Regions from separate parts of the Mus musculus genome. Here region 2 is linked to region 1. The links are chromatin contacts, called in public promoter capture Hi-C maps. All regions are on one chromosome and are shown on one strand. The core of a region is the stretch at or near the end of the contact, and the rest is flanking DNA. Distances in the headings are between cores, read along the strand shown. Region 1 holds the start of Tlr8 (toll-like receptor 8). Region 2 overlaps Prps2 (phosphoribosyl pyrophosphate synthetase 2).

Region 1 (3,288 bases), core at 368-2,867:
ACGAGAAGCAGTGATCGAAAGAAAATGAAATGATATTCAACATAACATAAGACCGTAAAATATAAACAGTGAGAGAATCAATGTAAGCTTGTAAAACCTACCCTCTTCTTTCCCTCTGGTGACAGGTGGAAGCCAAGGACTTCTTTACAAGCTTCCTCTGATTCACTTACTGTTCTATACTCTCCTTTCTTACGACATAGCTATTTTGACTATCATAGCAATTTACCAAGTCGAAACTGGGCGACTTCAATTGCAGTGTCATATGTGCTTTTGGTCTCTTTGGACCAATCCCATATAGATCACAGTCATTTGTAAGGATCATAAAATTTTACTGCAAAATGAATTGATATTCAAGCTCCATTATGGACCTAACTGAGCATAAAAATTAACTTCCAATAAGTTAAATAGACATTAAATTAGTGTCAAAAGCACACCAAGGCCTTTCATATGCACTAAATGGCTAGGGAAAACATACATGGTCAATTTTAAGTGAGATTTGTTTCAAGTCAGATATTCCAATTTCTCCTTATACTTCCCTGAATTTTCTATAACATACACCATTCAGAGAAACTTGTAGTTTGTTTGCTTTTCAATCAAATATCTTTTGACAATGATAAGAATAGAACTCTTGCTGCATCTAGACAGTGTAAGGCAATAGCAGCAGATGCAGTGAGATGTGCATTTTAAAACTTCAAACAGGAAAAGGAGCTGCTGCTACAGAAACTCCAGCTTTTAGTAGTTAAAAGCAACTATCACCAGACTGCAGATACTGAACCATGTTTGTAAAGCAATGGTTCTCAACCTGTGGGTCATGACCCCTTTGGGAGTCAAAGAATTCTCTCCACAAAGGTTGCCTAAGTCTATAGGAAAACACAGATATTTACATTACAATTAAATATAACAGGAGCAGAATTACAGTAATGAAGTAGCAATGAAATATTTTTGTGGTTGGAAGTCACCACAACATGAGGAACTATATTAAAGTGTCACAGCATTAGAGAGGTTGCGAACCACTGGTCTAGCGGTAGGGAACTTACCATGTTCTATAGACAAAGGAAGGTAAAACGTTTGTTTCTCTCTTAACATCCAACTCTGTTTTTCTGGAAGAAGATGTGCTCTATAGCTGGACCAGAAAATAATAGAACAGCCCAAATTCTTTCTTGGAAGGCTCTTGCTTTCCTGTTCAGAATGATAATATTATCATTGTATTCGGCTTTCAAAGTTTCCTCTCTAATTTAGTTTATCTTAACATTCGCACAAACTCATCAGACAGGCAGTCCTCCCAGCATACAATGTGTGCTGCTGGTTTCCTCTGGCTTCTGCTACTACTTGGCTCAGTTAGTACTTTCTTTGTTTCCATCAGTAGCCACCAACCCGGATCTCTAGATGGGAAATTATATTTTGCAGGAGATCTTTGAGACAAGCTCGCACATAGCTTACCCCTTTCTGGCTGGGATCCCTTCAAGGTTCTCTTTCAATAGCTTGTAGTAGCAGTGCAGTGGTCCTCTGTGTACAGTAGCTGTGCAGAGAGCAGACTTTGGCAAACTTCTGAAATCTGGTCGCTTTAGCATCAGCAAAATCTAGCAATGGATTTGCAGAAGTTTATGTTGGAAGACAGGAACTTGTGATTTCTTAACTGTTGCCAAATCACTTATTGGCTATGCTTTAAAAATTTCGAAACTGAATTCAGAGGAAAAGTCATTTATAAAATTATTTTCATAGAACCCTCACATCATACTTTTTTGAGTTGGCATATATTCATGTCTATGGATACCTGTAGGGTTTGGGTAAGCAGGATTAGGAGGGAAACAGGCAATAAAATGGGGGAGAAAATAATATTTTGATGAAAAATTATTTTAAAAAGCAAACACCTGTACCATAAATTTGTATCAAATTTGGGATTTATGAAACTTATCTTTAGGTATGTAACTCATATATACTTCTGCTTTGTTCCACACCTTTTCAAGACTGCCATGCTGCATAGGTGTCTAGGGATCGCCCACTGTAGCTGGGGCACTTCTACATGCAGCACCTGACATGCAATGTAAGGTCAATAAATGTTCATTCAAAAATAAAAGAATTCCTCATTGAGTGAGAGCAAGAGGGATTGGATGAGCATTGTAGAGTCTGGGGATTTTTCCCTTTTCTCATTTGGTTGGATAAAATTAGACTTGGAGCTTCCAGGGCCAGGGCCCCACCACATATTTCATAGAAAGGTATTCACAATCAAAAACCTTGGAGCAACATCTGGTCCACAAGTAAACACACACACACACACACACACACAAAACAAAAAACCAAAAATTTACAAAGGAACATTTGGCAATTTGGCATGTTGAAGCACTAGCTTCAATCTCTAATTATAAAAACACCCCTCTCAAAAACTAATTCTAATTTTTTTCTGATTACCATGTACATAGTAAAATCTACCCTCAGCTATTATTCTGTTTTGAATTTTATAAATGAAATAATTGTGAGATATTGTTTTTCAGTTACCATGTAAGGATATACATGATATCAGAAATTCACCTCTTGTCCCAAAATGCCAACTTTTAACAGAAAGTCCTTGCTGGCCTCTGGAGAAAGAAGTATGTCAGAGTGAGGTGCTCTGTTCTATAGAGCCTCCTCCTACTAAGTAAGAGGTAAACACACTGTGTGTCATTCACAGAAATGTGGACCACAGAAAGCCTGGTTATAGAAAAAAATGCCTTGAAGAAGTCATAGAATACCTTGGATAACCTTTCCTAGACTGACTTCTGAGTATCAGTCCCTGAGGTATTCACGATTTGGCCATGGTCGGGGAGAGCTTTCTAGGATCCAGGTCATCAAGGAACAGAGACAGCTTAAACATTTGTGACATAACCAGAAATCTTTTTTTTTTAACAGAGGAAAGATTTACTTGGGCTTACAGTTTACGAATCAGTATGCTCCATTACCACAGGGAAGGCATGGTCTCAGGGAGGATGGGGCCTCAGAAATCAAAGGCTATATTTAGACACCTCTCACTTTTTTTGTTTCTCCTGAACACTGTTCAAAAGAAAGTTCTAAGCAAGTATGATGGTGCACACTGTAATCTGAGCACTTGGATGGTAGAAGCAGGAGGGTCTCCATGCATTTGAAGACAGCCTGGTCTCCATGGTGAATTCCAGGTCATGTTGACATCCTATTTTAGAAACTCAATGCTCTAAGCAACAATAACAGCGCAAACAGAAACATAGTGAGATGGCTGAGCAGGCTATCTTGGTTCAGATAGAAGAATATGACTCTTGTGGTCTGGGTTCAAAGGTG
Region 2 (3,232 bases), core at 679-3,178, 96 kb after region 1:
TTTAAACAGAAAAACATTTTAAATTTGGTCACTTACTCTGTTCTAGTCTCAATCTCTCTCTCTCTCTCTTTCTCTCTCTCTCACTCTCTCTCTCTCTCTCTCTCTCTCTCTCTCTCCCTCCCTCCCTACACACACACACACACACACACACACACACACACATACACTGTCAAACTGTGACATAGAGAGAGACATGTATGTGCAGGTTCAAATGCCCAGAGGCTAGAGGTATCCATCAAAATGCTTGTTCTATCAGTTTCTACCTTATACTTTGAAGCAGGGTCTCTCACTGAACCTGGGCCTAGGCTGGGCCAGGAAGTCACACCGATCATTCTGTCCATATGCGTCACAGTGCTAAAGTTACAGGGTATGTGGTCATGCCTAGCTTTTTAAACAGGTGCTAGGAATTTAAATTCAGGTCCTTACACTTAAGCAGAAAGAACACTTATCCACTGAGTATCTCCCAAACCCTCTTCTGTGATTTTTAAAAGTGGGAGTTTGCAAGGGACAGAAGAACTTAGTATATAATAAAAAATGTTGTTTTAAACCAATACAGAAAGGATGGATAATTCAATAGCTCTTGAATGACTAGATAGCTGGTGGAGGATAGGTGGGAATTGGATTTTTATTTTACTTTTTATTTCCCAATAAATGTCAAATGCAAGAAAAATCAGAACATTAAAAGAGAAAAAGAGACCTTTGAAAATATGCAAAATCATAAGCGAAGAAAAAATTTAAGGGAAAGGCAAGTGCTTCATAGGCCCAGAAGCCAAAATGTAAGTATAAGATGGTTTTCAAAGTTCTTTAGGGAATAAGAATATAAAAGTGGGAGGCAGTTAAAAAACTGGGGAAATACCTGAGATACTCATTAAAAGGTAATAGCCTACCTTTGCCAATCCGCAGGTAAACGTCTCCAGCTAAGACACGGAAGTTTGTACTCATAGAAAAAAACCATCACACCAGAAAGGATGCCTGACTTCACTCCTAACAACCAAGTTCACAAGAAGATATATCTCAGGCTACTTGCCTCATAGGCCAACTGAAACTGATTATACACTATGTGAGCAAGGGTGGGTACCAAGACTCTGGCAGCCATACTGGACAACACTATCTGGAATATCTTTTCTGAAAGACCCACTTTGAGCTCTGTCCACCAAAACTTAAATGTCCTGTGCCTTTGGGCTGGCAGTTTTAATTTTAGGAATGTATCTTATTTAGACAACTATGCAAAAGGTCAGACAATTCTGCTAAATTTGTATCACACAAACAACAGTGTTTCACACAAACAACAGTGTTTATGAATGAGTAGCATGGGAAGGACCACACACACACACATACACACATGCGCGCGCGAGAGAGACTATTACACAGCTATGAAAACAACCAGGTAACCCTGAAAATACATGGCACTGTTGAAATGGTTTCTTTCACTAAATAGAAAAGAGGGGCACTAAGACCCAGCATTTGTGTTTTGTTCTGACTAAGAATGCAAAGCAACTAGCTGCTATATGCTCCTGATGCCACGCCTTCCTGGCCATAATAGGCTGTACCTTCAAATCACAAAGCAAAATAAATCCCCCCTCCCTTGAGAAATGATCAAGAATATATGTTAGATAACTATAGAATTACTGGTAAAATATAGCGAGTTCGCTTTTTAAGAACCTCTGTGGAGAAGTGTGTGCCGCATCTGTGTTATTTTTACTGCTGTGACCAAACCCTGACAAAGAACAACTCAAAGCGGAGAGGGTTAACTTCGTTCGGCTCATGATTTAAGGAAATAAAGCCCACCAGGATAGGAAAATGGCTGGTAGTAGGCAACTTCTTTGTGGCAGGAGCAGGTGGCTTCTATTTGCCACATCTTAGAGGAACAGGAAGCAGAGACCCAAGCAGAAGCTGATCTGGGTTATAAACTACAACCCCACAATGACCTTCTTCTAGTGACACTCTGCCTCCCAGGTTCTACAACCCCCAACGCAGCTGTGGCGCAAGTGTGCAGGCAAAGGAGGCTGGGGGAAAGGTTCCACAGTCAAATCATGGGAACACATTACCGGTAGTCTGCGTCTATGGAACCAGGGGATGTATGTTTGAACACTACCCTAACACTGGAAAGAACAACAGTACTTGATGAAGCTGAGTTACCTTTTCTATTTTCTTTCAATTTGCTTTAATTTTTTATTACTGTGTGTGTGTGTGTGTGTGTGTGTGTGTGTATGCATGTATGCCAAAGCACAAGTGTGGCAGTCAGAATATATTGAAGAAATAGGTCTTCTCTTATGAGGCTCCCAGGTATTAAGCTCAGGTTATCAGACTGGGATACAGACACCTTTAACTCCTGGGTCATCTTACTAGCCTCTGTTTCAATATTTTTGCTGAAAGTATGAATGATATTCTTGGCTATAGATAGAGACAGTTGGGATAGGAAAAGGGAAAGGGCCAAAAGAACTCCATGGAATCTATTATTCTTTAGACTTGCTTGGGCCAAAGTTCTATTTTCTTTTTTCTTTTATGCCAGAGAAAATGGTCATTTGCTGTATGATCAATTGATATGAACACATTTTTTATGTGTCTTCCCATAGAGGGACACTGGAGTAACCAATGGGATCAGGGGACATGGGTGGCAACTGCTAAGGGGCATGGGATTTTTCCTCTTGGTGTGATGAAAATGTGTGGAGGTGGTTACCAGTAACAGTTGCAGAAATCTGAAAATATTCTGAATCCCCTACTGCTGTTATAACCCAAGTTATCTAACACCCCGGACCCCTTAGCCTAGAAGAGATTTGAATGATGTGAATGCATGTTCTACCTCATGACTTTGGGAAGCTTCCAAATCAACTGCAAAGTTGATATGGAAGAAATCCAGGAGAAATGACTCTGCAAAGTCACTCACATGGTTAAAAAGACATGACCTGGGAAAACTTCAATGGCTTGCCCAAGGTCACATGTGCTCATCATGCTCTGGGCTAGAGAATGGACTACTGCTAGCTCCCAAGCCCAACCCTGCTGTACTGGCTAGTTTTGTGTCAACTTGACACAGGCTGGAGTTACCACAGAGAAAGGAGCTTCAGTTGAGGAAATGCCTCCATGAGATCCAACTGTAAGGCATTTTCTCAATTAGTGATCAAGTGGGGAGGGCCCCTTTTGGGTGGGACCATCTCTGGGCTGGTAGTCTTGGGTTCTATAAGAGAGCAGACTGAGCGAGCCAGGGGAAGCAAGCCAGTAAGGTACATCCCTC

Evidence for each region. Promoter capture Hi-C pulls out the DNA fragments that hold promoters and counts their contacts.
Region 2: a contact with region 1 is called in a promoter capture Hi-C map of hematopoietic stem and progenitor cells, with 2.1 times the contacts expected there. The contact joins the enhancer-like site here to the promoter of Tlr8 in region 1. A contact is called at or near these places in 13 of 39 promoter capture datasets (the 3T3-L1 cell line, 3T3-L1-derived adipocytes, the C10 cell line and 8 more), 4 of 15 datasets of contacts at CTCF or cohesin (embryonic stem cells, hippocampal excitatory neurons, large pre-B cells and 1 more), 44 of 484 Hi-C or Micro-C datasets (3T3-L1-derived adipocytes, the AML12 cell line, B cells and 25 more), 6 of 115 datasets of contacts at active chromatin or transcription factors (CD8 T cells, the HPC-7 cell line, Th17 cells and 3 more) and 2 of 9 other capture datasets (liver and macrophages).

The regions. Positions count from the first base shown.
Region 1 is chrX:167,262,712-167,265,999 of GRCm38.p6, forward strand. Tlr8 (toll-like receptor 8) reads right to left here and starts at 1,618. Exons shown (of 3, transcript NM_133212.3): 1 at 1,441-1,618; 2 at 1,038-1,179. The coding sequence starts at 1,040.
Region 2 is chrX:167,357,978-167,361,209 of GRCm38.p6, forward strand. All of the region lies in intron 4 of Prps2 (phosphoribosyl pyrophosphate synthetase 2), which reads right to left. Among named protein-coding and RNA genes, the nearest start is that of Prps2, 23 kb to the right of the region's middle. Within about 2 kb of position 1,929, at least 28 of the 459 cell types and tissues checked have an H3K27ac peak or open chromatin away from gene starts, as enhancers often do. A contact at or near this core is called in hematopoietic stem and progenitor cells and pro-B cells, where this site is marked.